Regions from separate parts of the Sus scrofa genome. Here region 1 is linked to region 2. A link is a contact called in public promoter capture Hi-C data. All regions are on one chromosome and are shown on one strand. Each heading gives the region's core, a stretch centred on a gene start, on an enhancer-like site or on the middle of the called end of the contact. The rest is flanking DNA. Distances are from core to core; before and after follow the strand shown.

Evidence for each region. Promoter capture Hi-C pulls out the DNA fragments that hold promoters and counts their contacts.
Region 1: a promoter capture Hi-C map of fetal liver shows a contact between it and region 2, with 2.5 times the contacts expected there. The contact joins the enhancer-like site here to the promoter of ID3 in region 2. A contact is called at or near these places in 1 of 5 promoter capture datasets (fetal liver), 21 of 47 Hi-C or Micro-C datasets (blood, embryonic fibroblasts, fetal liver and 8 more) and 2 of 2 datasets of contacts at active chromatin or transcription factors (alveolar macrophages and skeletal muscle).

The regions. Positions count from the first base shown.
Region 1 is chr6:81,496,747-81,501,568 of Sscrofa11.1, forward strand. No RefSeq gene overlaps it. Among named protein-coding and RNA genes, the nearest start is that of RPL11, 24 kb to the right of the region's middle. Within about 2 kb of position 2,610, at least 2 of the 83 cell types and tissues checked have an H3K27ac peak or open chromatin away from gene starts, as enhancers often do. A contact at or near this core is called in fetal liver, where this site is marked.
Region 2 is chr6:81,422,618-81,427,536 of Sscrofa11.1, forward strand. It overlaps ID3 (inhibitor of DNA binding 3, HLH protein), which reads right to left and starts at 1,552. Exons shown (of 4, transcript NM_001243602.1): 1 at 1,351-1,552; 2 at 1,160-1,348; 3 at 954-1,036; 4 at 1-406. The coding sequence starts at 1,458. The coding sequence ends at 977.

The sequences.
Region 1 (4,822 bases), core at 1,360-3,859, 75 kb after region 2:
CACTGAGCAAGGGCAGGGACCGAACCCGCAACCTCATGGTTCCTAGTCGGATTCGTTAACCACTGCGCCACGACGGGAACTCCCACTTTTCAGGTTTGTAGTGCAAGGTTTAATGATAAAATTAAAAAATTCCTAAAAACTATTGGGTCATACACTTAAAATGAGGGAATTTTTATGATATATAAATTATATCTCAGTAAGATTTAAACAAGCAGTTAGGAAAAAAACAACTCTCAAATTCTATGAAGTCACAACATATGGATGAGGAGAATATTCCACCCAGGGGGCAGCAGTGAAAGCCTGGTGACGTGACTGGAAGCGGGTAACACAGTGTGGCTGAATTTGGGTAGCTTGGGAGGGAACAGGAGTTGCTGCCTCCCTCTGAAGGCAGCTGTGCTAGTCCCAGCACTAAGCACTGACTTGCTGCAGGTTCTGCAGGAGCCTTCCATCCTACCTGGAACCAGTCCTCCAGACAATGCAAGATCCTCATTTTACAGATGGGGAGACTGAGGTTCAGAGAGGTTAAGTGAGTTACCAAAAGTCACACTGCCTTTATTAAAGGAATAGAAGCAGTCCAGTCTGGACCTATCGGCTCCGAAGTTTGGCCCTTAATGAACACTCTAGACCAAGTTTTGCCCCATCCAAGTAGACGCAGTCGAGCAGATTGGACCTGGAAGCTCATTGCAGGGAGACGGGAGGCCACTGGCGCTACGATGGCGCCATCTACTGGTCAAGAGGTGCAGCGTGGCCAGAGAGAGGAAGGCTCTCTTTTCCAGCACAATTCTCTTTTTCTGCCCTTCTTCTCAACGCTGTTTCCTTCCAAGAGCCCTGGGAGGGTAGTAAGCAGAGATTGTTGTCCGACCTCAATTTGCCAATGAGGAGACCATGGCTCAGAGAGAACTGTCTTCTTCAAGACGACTCAGAGAAATGGAGGAGGATCCAGGATGCCAATCCACGCCCTGAGATGCTCCCCGCATCCCACCTGACGCCAGTGTGGACTTAGCCCCCAGAGTGCCCCCTAAGGGCATCTAGGAGTATCTAAGCCAATCCCCTCTCTTTTCTGGTTTACAGATGGGAAATAGGCAGGTAGTCAGGGTTATGCATTGCAGGATCTGCATAGGGTTTTCTGGGGTCTCCGGCTGAGCAAAAGCCCCTCCCCCTCCCTACTTGGGAATCTAAGCCAGGCAGCATCTCCCTTTGGGAGGTGACTGCCCTTTCTCCTTCCCCAGCCTCTCAGGTATCCTGGGTCTCAGGTTCAGGAAGGAGGGAAGAGAAAAAAGAAAGGAGGCCCAGTAGACACATGGGGAGGCAGTGAGCTAGGAGGCGAAGGAGAAGCAGGAGCCCTGCACCAGGCCACAGAGTGGGGCCAGAGCAAGGCCAAGGTGAAGGGCAATGAGCAAGGACCCAGCTACCACAGTTGTGGGACAGGCGTGAGTAGGTGCTTTACGGGGCTATCACCCTCAACCCTCTCCATGACTCCAAGAGCTGGGAAGGGTTACTATCCTCATTTACAGCTGAGGAGCAGCTTCAGGGAATTTGAATATCAGGCCCAAGTTTACATGCAAGCAAGTGTGAAGCTGGAATTTGAACACAAGAAGCATGACTCCAGGAGAAAGAGATCAATGGAAAGCAGAGCGAAAGGTGTAAAGGGCTATCCAGGCATCAGGCTGGGAGGGGGGGTCCTGCTACTGGGGTCTTGTGCATGTGAATGTATATGTGGCAGGAAGGGAGAGTGTCTGAGAATCTGTTGTCACACCTTGGTGACAGCCCTGGGGCATGAATTGTCTGAAAATGGCTGAGCAAGCTGGGATCAATAAGGGACCTGGCAGGCTTCTTATCCCCCTCATCTCTTGGCCAGCTCCTAGTCATCCTTCCCAACTCAGCTGAAAAGTCACCTCCTCTGGGAAGCCCTCCCACATTGCTAAAATGGGGTCAGGTCCCCACGGTACATATTTGCAATACTTTTCCTGCCAAGTGCTTGTCACGTGTTTAGTGGTTAACTATGTATTTACTAAGCAAATACAAATTTGTCTCTGACCCACCCAGTTGGGATTGGTAGTAGACAGGTACCAAAACTCTAGATAAAAATAGATGTGCGGGGAGTTCCTGACATGGCTCAGTGGTAACGAACCCGACTAGTATACATGAGGACTCAGGTTCGATTCCTGCCATAGCACAGTGGGTTAAGGATCTGATGTTGCCATGAGCTGTGATGTAGGTCACAGACGTGGCTCTGATCCTGTGTTGCTGTGGCTGTGGGATAGGCTAGTGGCTACAGCTCCAATTTGACCCCAGCCTGGGAACCTCCTTGTGCCACGGGTGTGGCCCTAACAACAACAACAAAACCTGGAACCTCAAGAGGAGGGATGAATGTGTGGATGTTTCCAGGGATGGGGGTTTTTCACTCTGCAGCTAATGGTGGCATTATAGGGCCATGTCGTAAAGCCAGCTATGTGGACTTGGGCAAGTTCCTTAACTTCTTTCTCTGAGCCTCTACATCCTTTTCTGTAAATCGGGATACAGTAAAACCTTCCTCACAGTGTTACTGAAAGCAGGGTCTGGCTGCTCACTGCTCTAAAGCCAACAAAGAGGCAAGGTTGGTGTAAAGGACAGTTTGCTTTATCTTGGATGCCAGCAACCAGGTTGGAGGGGGAGGGGCGGACTTCTGACCAAAGGGCTGACTCCCACACTGACAATCAGCCAGCAAGAGCTTTTACAGAGAGACGGAGGGGGCCCCACAGTCAGCTGACAGGCGTCTTGAAGCCGATCCTGTGGTGGTCTGACCAACATCATCTTGATTGTGTTAAGTACAGTTAATCTTCTGGTCCAGGGTCAGTTTCCTTGAGGCCAGTTCCGGGAATCATGGCAGCTTGTGTCATGGCTACAGTCAGGTCATCACGTAGTTAACCTCTCCCACCTGGTGGGGTTTCTGTCTCTACAAGACGGCTCACAGGATACAGCTCAGAATGTTGCCAGGAGGGCAAGGGGTGTCCCTGACTTGCATCCCCAGAATCCAGCCCAGGGCCTGGGATACATGAGCCGCTTACAGAAAGCTGGCTGAGTAGATGGGTGAGCAGGACATCTTCACATCAGGGGCACCAGCACTGCTTCCTGTAACCGATCGATCGACAAGAGAATGAGCCTTGAATGTGGGTTGGGGATGAACACAGAGGGTAGAAATGATAATAGGTGCTGCTCATTCGGCCCTTTGTGCGCCCTGATTTCTGTGCCTGGTTCCACTTAATCCCATTGTACAAATAAGTAGGGGGACCACACGTCCCTGTTTACACAGGACAGTTGCAATGGGATGTATCATCCCAGCATATTGAGTATTTCATTCTCACTCTCCCCTTTCATTCTAAGAAGTGTCAGTTAAGTATGTGGAAGGCGACTGAAGCTTTCAAGAATCCTGAAGGGAATAAATTCAACACCTGATTTGCACATTCAGCGTCTCTGAAGCCCTTGCCCTCAGCTGTTAGAAGTAGTGGGTATGGATTAGGAGAGGTAGCCTGGCAGAGCCCACCTTTCCCAACAATGGGCTTTATACTTTTTTTTTGTCTTTTTAGGGCCGCACCCACGGCATGTGGAAGTTCCCCGGCTAGGGGTCAAATCGGAGCTGCAGCTGCGGGCCTACACCACAGCCACAGCAACGCGGGATCCGAGCTATGTCTGTGATCTATACCACAGTGTATAAACACATCTGCACAGTGTGTCTGCAACACTGGATCCTTAACCCACTGAGTGAGGCCAGGGATCGAACCTGTGTCTGCATGGATACTAGTTGGGTTCTTTACCTGCTGAGCCACAACAGGAACTCTCCAAGAAACCTTTGTATATTGAGACAATGCAACTGCAAAGTCACCTCCAGATTCCAGATCCAATTTGCCTATTGCCTCTTCCTCTCCTACTCCTGATAACCTCCTCCAGGGAGCTAGGAGAGGAATCACTTTCACTCAGTCCAAGGAGGCTTTTTATAAGGAAAAACCTTGAGAAAATGGAAAATAAGAGATACTTAGAGATTCCGAGTACTTTTTATTTCTTCTCCCACTTACCCCTCTGTGCTTCAAGCTGTGGAAAGATTACTGTGTTCTTCTAGAGCCAGAATAACTGAGTCATGGCAGGGTGTGACCTTTCTGGATGGCTACATTATCTGGGCCAAGCGTTCCCCCACCCAGGAAATGTCCTCACTCCTGAGCTGTGCTGACACAGGTAAGACCCAGCTTATTATCATCTCACCAAGCCCTGACTCACAGCATCTCTGCTGCTCACCAGCTGTGTGTCCTTGCAGGCGTCCCTTAACCTCTCTGTGCCTCAATGAATCAGTCCTCCGATGGGGGAAAACTACAGCTCAAGGGTTGTTGTGAAGATTAGAGGAGATAATGTATATATAAAAGGCATCGGACGTGGAGTTCCCGCTGTGGTGCAACAGGATCTGCAGTGTCCGCAGTGTCTTGGGAGCGCTGGGATGTATGTTTGACCCCAGGCCCGGCACAGTGGGTTAAGGATCTGTTGTTGCTGCAGCTGTGGCTTAGGTCGCAACTGTGGCTCAGACCTGATCCCTGACCTGGGAACTCCATATGCCAAAGGCGGTCCAAAAAAAAAAGTCTCTGGACATAATGCTTGACATATTATGGGTGCTCAAGAAACATCTCAAATTAGTAACTAATGGTTGTTTTCCTTTCGGTTTGTTCTTATTGTGGTGTGTGGGTGCCTCTGCTCTTGTTTAGCTTTCTCTTTTTTTCTATTGAAAACATACTCAGCTTTTCAGAAAAATAACAACACCTCTCTGCACTCTAACCCATGTGACTTAAAAAGCTTCGGT
Region 2 (4,919 bases), core at 302-2,801:
ACCTTCCTGCAAAAAAGGTACAAAAGCTAAATACTCTATTATAGAGTTCATAATCAGGGCAACAGAGCCTTTCTCCGAGACCAGAAGACCAGCTCTACCGCTGCCTTGGCAGAGTTTGGAGTGTAGCCACCACCCCCCTACACCTCCACACACTGAAAGACAGTCTTTAAAACTTGGGGGTGGGGTGGAGGCTGCGGGAGGCCGCCCAGCTGGTGCCAGAGCTAGCTCTGGCTTTTTAGGCCACCCAAGTTCACAGTCCTTCGCTCCCGGGCGCAGGTCCAGCCTCGAGGCAGGGATTTGGGGAAGTCAAGTGGGCACGACAAAGTTGGGGCCCATCCATGCCCTAGGACTTCCGGCCGTAGAGGGTCCCAGGGTCCCAGGCGGAACCAGCGCCAGCACCTGCGTTCTGGGCGGGGGAGGAAAGAAGACCAGGGAGCCGTCAGTTTCCGCCGAGCGCGCCGAGGCGGGGGCCGTCCGCAGACTGGCCGGCGCCAGGGAGGAAACTTGGTCTCTACCTCCAGCTGATAACTCCGCGCCCCACGCTCCCCCCCGACCCAGTTGGCGCCAAAGGACCACAGGCGAGCTTGCACCACCCCTCCCTTTTGGAATTGGCACTAATTAGGAGGGGGCTGAAGAAAACATCGCTCCTTTTACCACTCCAAGCTACAAACAGACTAGCTATTTTATTTAGTCGGCACTGCGCCTATTTTCGCGCGTCTTTGGCCATGGGTAAGGCCAGGGACAACGTGCGTTTCAGGTTGAAACGGACACTGGATGGGAACTGGTTCCGTCATTCATTTGATGGGACCACGGGCAAGTCGCTTGCACCGCTCTGGCCTCGATTTCCCTAAACCGAGTGGTTAGTAATCCCGCAAAAGGCCTACTAACTCCAGGATTTGCCGTTTAAGCACGAGCCGCTTCCCCCGCCCCAGGGAGAAGGCGTGGACACTCACCTGGAAGCACCAGGACCGCCAGGTCAGTGGCAGAAGGTCGTTTGGTCATTGGAGATCACAAGTTCCGGAGCGAGCTCGGCTGTCTGACAAGAGGAAAAGAGGAGAGAGTTAAGGCATGGCACTTGGAAGTTCTCGGGGTCCCGCCGTATCCCTGCCCTGGAGCTCAGCTGAGCCCCGCCCCGGCTCCCGAGCACGCCCACGCGCACCTGGATGGGAAGATGCGGGCCGTCTGGGGGTCCGGGAGCGGGCTCGGCCAGGACCACCTGCAGGTCGAGGATGTAGTCGATGACGCGCTGCAGGATTTCCACCTGGCTAAGCTGAGTGCCTCGCGGGACTCCGGGTACCAGTTCCCGGAGACGCGAGTAGCAGTGGTTCATGTCATCAAGCAGGCTCAGGGCTCCTCAGCTGCTGGACCCTTGCCGCGGCCCCGCGCGATGGCCAGGCTGCGTTCCGATAGGCAGCACACCGCCTCGTAGCAGCCGCGGACAGGGCTCAGCGCCTTCATACTGAGGAATGAGACTGGAAGTACAGAAAAGAAGAAAAAACCCAAAGAACCCCTTAAACAGCTTGCAATGCGCGTACACGCGCCGATGTCTGCATTTATAGAGCCCGCCTGGGAGACACGCCCCTTTATGCAAAACAGCCTGCTTCGGCCCCGCCTCTGCCAACCCTGGGCGTTCACAACCCGGTTAAATTGCAAACAGGCTTCCTCTGGCAGATCTGACGCCGAATACCGCGGAGCAGCGGGTTCAAAGAATGAGGAAGCGCTGATACTGAAGAGAGGCGGGCCTCTTTGCCAGCAAGGGTTTTAAAAATCGCTTAAAACCATTAACTTCAAGAATTTGCCTTTTCCTGGCAGCGCCCCAGATCTTAGAGCTCCCCTGCCAGTCCACCCACAGCCCCACACTGGTTCGAACCCACAGTCCTCCGAGGTCATAAATCCGAACAGCAAAGAAGATTTTTTTTTTTTTAAGCAAAAGATTTTTCAAGGGAAACTTGTAAGGAATTAGTGCCGCCTTGTTCCCCAATTTGCTGTTCGTCTGACCTCCAGACTCACTGGCGTCAGGAATTATCTTGTGACCAGAGGGGGAAAAAATTAATTGCGGTGAAGCTGAGGTTACAATGAAGAAAACAGATTTGAGCTAGGCGCTGAGATTGCAGAAAGAGGGGGGGAAGGGGGTTTGAGCAAAGAACACTATTTATTCGAGCAAGGGAGGAAGAGAAAAAAAAGAAGAAGAAAGCAGCCTGAATTCGTGATTTTTCCGTGGGGAAGGAAAGGGCTCCCACTCTCTGGCCCTATGCACTCCATAAGGAGCCAGATACATGCCAGTTATGTTTTGGAAGTGAGTTTGATTAGAATTTTGGACAGAGTTTTGAATATGGGGTGACAGAGGAATGACTTCTAGATAACCTTTTTAGGAGCTCCCACTGGGTCAGTGAATCTCTTTTAACCCTCTCCTTTCTCCCTATTCTCCACATCTCTATGCAGAAAACAATAGTTTAGTAATTTCATCACCCGACTGCTTTTCTGCTATGGAAGGGCAGGCCACCTGGACTTGATTATTCTTAGTCTTGCTGAAATGGCTCCAGCTCTATCAGAAAGCCCAGGAAAGGACCAGCAGACAGGCAAGTAAGCCTCCTATTGCAACAGGACATTGTATTAGGTTTTCTTTTTTTGTCTTCTTGTTATGTCTCTGGACTTTTGGGGAATCTGAAGCATGGAAATACTGGTTTCCATCTCGGAACTGACCAAGTGGGATGCCCCCAATGGTTGCTTCCTTAATCAATTAGTTGGTAAATATTTATGGAGTCACTCCACATAAAACAGTGGCTCCTGCTCTCAAGAATCTCACAATTTGGGGAGACAAGATTAACACAGGAAACCATTAAGAGTTCTTATAGTATGTGGCACTGATTAACAGGACAATGGGAGCTCAGAGTGAGGAGAGTCTCAAAATAACCATAGTAAAAAGGACACTAGATGGGGAATTAGGAGTCCTAGATTCAACATCCTAGCTTGCCACTCATTTGTGATGTGATCTTGAACAAGCCCAGGTACTCTGGGTTTTGTTTAGTTGCCTTGTGAATAAAATGGGGAGATGATGCGAAGTGATTATTTAAAAAGCTTTCCAACTCATAAAGGGAGGTCTAACCCTTTCTGAAATTTGGACAGGCAGGTATGGGATGGTGAAGTTCAGAAAGGAGCTATAAAATATTTCCAAGTTCACACCACCACACCACCAGTAATGGCAGAGCCAGACTTGAAGTCTTGTTCTTTGCCATCATACCACAGGGCTCTGTGCCCCCAAAAAGAGGTCTTTGAAAAGATTTCTTCCTGAAATATGAATGTTTTCAAGGACCTCTTTAATATAAGAAAGAGGGTGAAAATGTCCTGTGAATGGACAAATCAGCCTATATATGCTACAGACATCAAGTGAAGAGTGTGCCAGCTATATTTGGTCATGGGGGAAGGGGAAATGGTGCCTATGAAGACTCCTGAATGACCAAGTAGAAAACCCTTTCCTTTTCTCATGCAGATTTCTGTGGTTTGTGTAAAACAGTCAAGCCCAGGTTCTATAAAAATCACGGCCTGCAGGGCCAGGCAGATTTCTGTTCAAATCCCCATTCTCTTTTACTAAGAATGGGAACTTTGGGTAAGTCACCTCTCTGTGCCTCCATTTTCCAGTTTATAAAATGGAACTAACTAGACCCACCTTATATCTTTAGCAAGGCACTTGACATGCTCTCTCTCCCTCAGACCTGTTCCTCTCCCTGGTGGCTGAGGACCCAGCAGGGGGATGGTTGAGTGCTGTGTGCTCAGTCCACAGGTCCACACAGATTCCCTTCTTTCCTTTTCCCTCCTCCATTACTACCACTGATGCCTTAGACTTGAACAGCCATCTGCAAAGCACCTTTACATTATCTCCCAAGATGCATTCAGGCTGAAATGCCCATGAGCTGGGTGACATAGACCCGAGAGGGATGCAGGGGCATCAGCAAGCAGAATTCTGTCCTGGTCATGCCAATAACCTGCAAAGAGCCTTGAAAGAAATTTCTTTCCTTCCTGGGCTTCATTTTCTGTAAAATTGAGGGAAGGGGGGGGCAAATGACCTCTACGGGAACTCTCCAAAGTAAGATCCTGATTCTGAAAGAAACAGGTTAAGACTGAGAATCCTGAATAAAGTTTGAACCCCAAAGATTTCTTTTTCCCAACGTCAGACGCCAGAGCTAGCTCAGGCCTTCTGCAACTTGTTTGGCGGTGGTGGGGCCTCAGTCTCTTATTCCAAATGCCTCTGAACTTTCTGTTCCCAGTTCTGCTCCTTTTACCAGCTTTTTCCCCCTCTTGCATTTTTTATTTTTATGAAAGGATGTCATTAAGGCTTTTGTCTGCGCTGTTTTTGTTTCAGAACTTTTCTCACAATCCTATTTTTTGTTGAGGAATCCGCTCCTTTGCCCAGCTGTGGGTCCCGGTCCCACAGCTGTGTTGATCTAAGACTCAGCCCCAGACAGCCTGGCGCCAGGGTGGGACGTCATGCGTTCATACAGGGATGCGTGTCCCAGGCAACCTTTCCTCGGGCAGTCACCGGCCGGCGACTGCCGCCCCCACCAATGAGTGCTCGACACCCGAGGAAGGGGCGGGGCCTGCACCGCCCCTGCCGGCGAGCGGCTTGTGAATTGCAGATGCTGAGAACTTGATAACGTTCCTTGAATTGGAGCCCTTTAAAGTCTTTTTCTTCTCTTTCTCTCCTTTAGTTCTTTCTTTTCTTTCCTTTATTCTTTCTTTACACCTTCTTCCTTTATCTATATATGTTTATAATTTTTTTGTCATCATTTTCTTCCTTTTTTAACTATCTCCTCCCAGTGTCAGGAATCATTTTGTAAGCATTTCCAGGAACTGAATCTTCCTTTGCCAAAATTAAAAAAAAAAAAAAAAAAAAAAAGAGAAGAAAAGAAAAAAAGTCAGTG